2 separate regions of the Gossypium arboreum genome follow, and region 2 is linked to region 1. The links are chromatin contacts, called in public Hi-C maps. All regions are on one chromosome and are shown on one strand. Each heading gives the region's core, a stretch centred on a gene start, on an enhancer-like site or on the middle of the called end of the contact. The rest is flanking DNA. Distances are from core to core; before and after follow the strand shown. Region 1 holds the start of LOC108489613 (nucleoside hydrolase 3-like). Region 2 holds the start of LOC108489710 (LEC14B homolog).

Region 1 (3,041 bases), core at 112-2,611:
CTAGCATTTCTGGGACAGCAGCCGTTTGGATTTTCGGACCTCACTCCACCACCCATCACATATATATGCTCAACATTCTTCTTAAGTTGTGGATTATTCATTAGAAAAAGTGCAAAATTTGTGTGAGCTCCAATAAGGAACACCGTAATTGGACCTGCAGATATCGCTTCAATCATCACTTGTTGAGCAGTAGGCTGTTGAAGAGGTGAATATTTCCTGGTGCCCTGATTTCATGAAAGAAACCATAAAAAAGTTAGCCAATTCACCAATTCAGCTCCAATTGGGATGTTTATTGAACAATTACCTGTGGAAGAAAGGCTTTTCGAAGACCAAAGTTAGTGTCCGTATCTAATCGTCCTCCTCGACCTACTGGAACTGCTTGCCTATATCTACAATACCCAGTTGTTGTCATCCCCTGCTAAATGTAGCAGAAGTTAAGCATAAACAACAGATAACTCGTATTTGATGCTCATTTCCGAGTTCATGTAACATAGTGCACTAGTGTTGGTAAATGTAACTCTAGTGATTCGATTGAAAAGAGAGATTTAACCTGTTCAATTATAGGAAGATATCCACCAACATTTGGCAATATGGTGCCATCGTCAAGGATCCCACCTTCGCCGCCAACTCCGACAGCTATGTCGTCACGGTTCATCATGTACAGCATGTCATATATATGATTCACAGTATGCCCGGCATCAGACCATATATTTGCGTTGATTGTGATTGCCTGCATATTAAAATTATTATCAATGATATGTCTACATATTGCACCCAAGCATATTTCATCTCTTAAATTTTCGCCCTAGTTCAACATATAGCAGAAAAGAATTCACCTCCAAATGAAATTCTGATGGATTAAGCTTCAAGAGATAGAAGAGAGCAAAGAAGTCATCGGTATCGACATCTGTATCCAAAAGAATTCGAAAAGGCTTGGCCTCAACACCGTAAAAGATTGCTCCTAAAACTTGAATAATCAGAAGTAGAGCAACCCAAGATTTTGTGTGCCGCCACATCATGGCTTTTGATTGAACTGAAAACAGAGGCTACACCAGCATCGTTTCAGACCCAGGAATCAAGGCAAACAAATATGTTGTTCTTAGCAGTTTCTAAAACTTGTTTTGAGATGAGAAAAGGGGGTCTTCGCCTCGGTGATAGACAAAGATTCCGCAACTAGAAACACGTGAAAGAAGTGAGACAGATGAGATTCCATTGGAAAATGGAAACAAAAATCAAATTTGATAAGTTAATCAAATACTATTTTTTCCATTCAACCTGAATAAGAATAACTTGAATTATTGGAATAACAAATCCTTTTTAATTTTTGTTAATTTTAAAATTGAATAATTTTTCTCCTTCAATAATTTTTTTAAAATTATTTCTACTATTATTTATTTATTTTAATTGAATTAGTGTAAGATGTAATCACGAATTAATTTAATTAAAATTATCCTTTACGTATTTATATAAGAAAATATTTGAATTTTTAGAATCTATAAATAAGGCTAAGGCTAGGGGTTGACAACTATTATACAAAGAGATATAGTAAAATATAAATAGGATAAACTATCAAAATAGTCACTTTTGTTTGTCTTAAGTTACATTTTGGTCACTTATGTTTGAAATGATATATTTTAATCACTTAGGTTATCGTTTTGTTACGAAATTGTCACTGAGTTATTAATAGTTGCTAATAGTGTAACGACAATCTGATGTGGATTGTTATTTCATCGTATCAGACTAAAATTTTAGATCAAATTATACAACTAATCACTATATTTTTTTGGAATAATTTAATTTTTTTCTTTATTTTCTTCTTCCTCTCTATTTTTCTCTTTTCTAGAAAATATTGTGTCTAAAGGTTAAATGTTAAAATCAAAATTTTAAACAAATGTCAATTCATTACTACAAAATCATTTTTATTCAATCCAAAGTAAAAAAAGAAATTAATAAAGCTCTTTGATTTTTTCTTCTTTTTTTCGCCCTCTTCCTCTTCTTTCTTTATTCCTTTGTCCTTTTTCTTTGAATGTTTCAGTTCATATCTGTCTCACTTCATAATTCCTCATTTTTTCTTTCAGTTTCTTAAAAAATTCTGTAGGATTTTCCTTAGCTGGGCATGCAAGGATATTGCTTACAACTCTTTAACAAAACATCATTTTGTTTTGTTTTGTTTTGTTTTTGTAAATTTTCATTATTTTTCTCATTTGAATCTTGTGTTATTTCATCTTTATGCATCAAATTAGCATCTGGGTTTCTCATATTTTGTTATGTAAGATCTTAATTTGATCTTACCAAAGTTAGTGACTTTTTAGTTTGTTGCCTAGCTTTCTCAGTGTAGATTTTATGGTTTTTTACTCTTAGCATTCAATCTAGCTTCATGTTCTTGCCTACTTACTTATTTCTCTTCTTTCATCTTTCAGTTTTCTATTACTATTCAAGATTAAGTTTTGATTTAGCTTAAGAATTTTTGTTCTGTGTAGTTATTAGTTTTATTCTAAATTTTCTTTAGCAGCAAAACATGGGGATCTAATATGCCAATTCAATTTAAAAGCTCTTAAATTTTAATATGATTCATTCAACTGCAAAAAAGAAAAAGAAAAAAAAAGGTATATATCTCAACACCCTAAAATTGAAAAATTCTTTGAAGATGGCAAGAATAATAAAATTTTAACCCTTAACCTTTAGACACAATGTTATATTTTTGGAGTGAAGAATACGGGAAGAGAGAAAAATAAAGGGGAAGTGTAACAACTCGATTTAGATCCTATTTGGAACGGTGGTTTCGGGACTATGGATCCGAGCCAGAAAGATATTTTAAAATTATTTTCTGTGTTTATTATGTGTGAATTTATATCTCTGAAACTTTAGTGTTTTAATTTTGTCGTTTGAGTGCTGATTTAATAAAAAGGGCTTAATGGGCCGAATTGAACTTGTCTTATTAATATGAAGCATTTAAAATGCAATTAGGTCATTGAAATTTATGAGTGGACAGTTTTGGACATGTTTTATATAGTTTTCTAATTAATTTTAAAAGGCTAAAT
Region 2 (2,985 bases), core at 426-2,925, 140 kb after region 1:
ATAGATTCTTTAAATTAGAAACACTTGTAGAAGATACCGTAATATTTGCAATCGACTCTGAGGCAGCAGATCTGACATTCACAATGTGAACAACAGGGGATAAACTAGAATACACCTGCAATATAAGCAATTAAGTTAAATGGGATGAAACAAAAGAAAGAGGGAAGTGGGGCAATATAACCAAAGAATGTCAGTAACTAAAAAGATTAAGCTAACAGGCAATAACACACTTACAAGAAAATGCTGATCCGGTGAAAGAGAGGTATCAGTAATTGTCCATTTCAAGCTTTTTGCCAGGATGTTCTTCTGAACTTTCCAGCCCCTTTCCACATCATATATCCTAATTTGACTTTTCTGCCTCGTCAAAAAGTGTAAAATCAGTCAAAGACCAAAGAATAAGATCATAAAAACTTCAGCTAAGTAAAGCTATACAATCAGTGAGCCAACAAATACACAAGTGATCAGTATTTCTGTATTTCACCTATAGCCCAAGGAATGAAACAATACCTGGAATCCAGCAACAAAAAGAGAACCATCAGCTGAAAACTGTGACACATATGCTCGACTTTGAAGCCGGTCCAAGCACCTGGGACCATTGACAGGCAAATACCGACTTAAAACATGGCAACCATCAGCTGATGAAAATCTCCCTCTACCTGTAAAATTACCCTCTCGCCCGACCAACATTTTGACCGGGGAAACAGGTAATTTCCGCTTTCCCAGAACACCTCGGGAGAGAAGTTCATGGGGTCCTGACCTAAGGTTTGTGTGTTGAGCAATATCATGAACAAGATAATCAGAATCCTCACTATAATCTTGATTTGCACAATATCCTTTAGGGGCATTCCCATCATTACAAGCATCAACATTCTTCCGAAACCTACTCATTATGTAACAAACTACCTAGATTTCACCAGATATATAATTTTCACCTAAAACAGCAAAATCAAAGCCTTTCATATCACTGTAAAATCTGCAACTCAGTTATGTCCTTTGTCAACCCTGCAAACAGTGACACTCTTCAACAACACAAACAATTAAAATCTAAGATGTAATTTGCTCCATTAACATTTAAACTATCAGAATTAAAAGTCACATAGGGCTAATCAAAATGCAGTTTTAGATATTCAAAGTATTTCTCAAGTGAAATTAATACTAGTAAGTCTCATGAGATGAAACTTTGGAGAAAGCTCCAATTCAAGTGAAATTGCTAAAAGAGAATCATTTTTCCAATTGTTGAGAAAAACAAGAGAAAGTGATAAGAGTCAAACTTTGAAATCATCACCATTTACAATCATAGTACAACAATTCAAATTCCATATGCACAAGAGGAAATAAACACATATTTTTCTTCTTCTTTTTTTTTTTTGGATCAAATATAGAAAACGAAGTGAATTGAATCAGTCCAATCAAATGACACACTAAAAACTAGAAGATAGAAAAAAAATATATCCAAATAAAACAGTGAAATCTTTTGGGTTCCTCAATATTTACTTCATTTTTTCATCAACCAAACTAGAATAAAATTTAGAAAGAAAAATTGAAGAGACAAAAAAAAAATCGTGTCAAACCTCCAATTCGATTAGCCAAATGTGAGAGCCGATCCTAAAAGAAATTTGATTGATTGAACTCTTATTTTATACTCGCTTTGTCTATTTTCTGGAGATATATGTGATAATACAGTGAGATGAAGGACACGTGCTAGATAATGATCATGTGTTGTGAGAACACGCGCTTGATGTTGCGTTTGAAAACTCGGCCGCTTTGTTAAAATGATAATTAATTCTCAAAATAAATATATTATTCCAAATAATTAATTTTCAATTTCATTACTACAAAGTTTTAGCATAATTGAAAATGTTTCAAATGGTTTTAGTCTTTGAGTAATGAAATTATTTGATAATCAAACTTTATTTTATCTATTTTAAACTTTAAATAATTTAAATCTGAATAAATTATTTGATAATTTGAATAAACTCATCTATTTGATTTTTTTCTTATCATCCCGTCAAACTAAAGTTGAGTAAACAAAATTCTAACATAATTTTAAAAATAAGAATATATATTATAATTATTTGGTATATTTTACTATCTAATATATTTTTTAAAAATCGTAAATAAATTTCTAAAAGAAATCCTGAAATTGAATAAAATTTCCACTTTATATTACTGCTCAAAATTGGAATTCAACAAATGAATATTATATATAAGCAAAGTGGGATCTAATTAACCTGACATGAAACAATACATACATATATATATATATATATATATATATATATATATAATAAATAAGGCAAAAAAAGAAATGAAAAGTTAAAATTTCATGGCGTCAACGTCACTACAGGTTTCGTTGCGTTAGGTGGCGTCAAATATTAGGGGAAGTTGTGGGCATGGAACTAAAGATCCGACATCTTCCCCCGAGTATTTTTGTGGCATGTTTTGAAGAAGTAATGCAGATGATGATTTGTTGTGTCATCTATCTATGTGAATTGATGCACGCCTGGATTTCTTCCAATGTTTTCCCTTTAGTTTCTGGGACAAACTTCACTACGAATAGGATTGTTATTATAGAGACTCCCGAGTAGATATAAAATGTGCCTGAAAAATATCATTTACATCATTATTATGTAATCCAAGAATATTTTTTCCATTTATTTTGTGCCCAAATTGAAAGGGGAATAGATTGATTTACCATAGGAACTCCAGGTCATCATGAAGTTGAATGTGTAAGAAACTGCCCAAGCACCTAACCAGTTCACTAGCACCACCAAGCTGCCTGCTACTCCTTTTACATTTATTGGGAAAATCTGTCTCTCCAAACAAATTGGATTCATTTAGAATTTGGGTTATTTCGAATTTAGGTTATTAATTTTTAAATTTAAAGAATTACAATGGTGGAGTCAGAAATTTTTTTTAGAGAGGGGCCAGAATTAAATTGTATATTTTATAATAATAAAATTGTAATTTTACAATTTTAATAAA

Evidence for each region. Hi-C and Micro-C count contacts between places; a contact is called where the count stands out from the background.
Region 2: a Hi-C map of leaf shows a contact between it and region 1, with 4 times the contacts expected there. The contact joins the promoter of LOC108489710 here to the promoter of LOC108489613 in region 1. A contact is called at or near these places in 3 of 5 Hi-C or Micro-C datasets (all in leaf).

What each region holds. Positions count from the first base shown.
Region 1 is chr10:100,583,706-100,586,746 of ASM2569848v2, forward strand. LOC108489613 (nucleoside hydrolase 3-like) reads right to left here and starts at 1,362. Exons shown (of 12, transcript XM_017794276.2): 1 at 837-1,362; 2 at 551-730; 3 at 305-415; 4 at 1-224. The coding sequence starts at 1,019.
Region 2 is chr10:100,720,451-100,723,435 of ASM2569848v2, forward strand. LOC108489710 (LEC14B homolog) reads right to left here and starts at 1,676. Exons shown (of 10, transcript XM_017794415.2): 1 at 1,572-1,676; 2 at 508-1,002; 3 at 235-354; 4 at 38-115. The coding sequence starts at 888. LOC108488552 (sugar transporter ERD6-like 16) reads right to left here. Exons shown (of 18, transcript XM_017792833.2): 17 at 2,696-2,810; 18 at 2,144-2,601. The coding sequence ends at 2,480.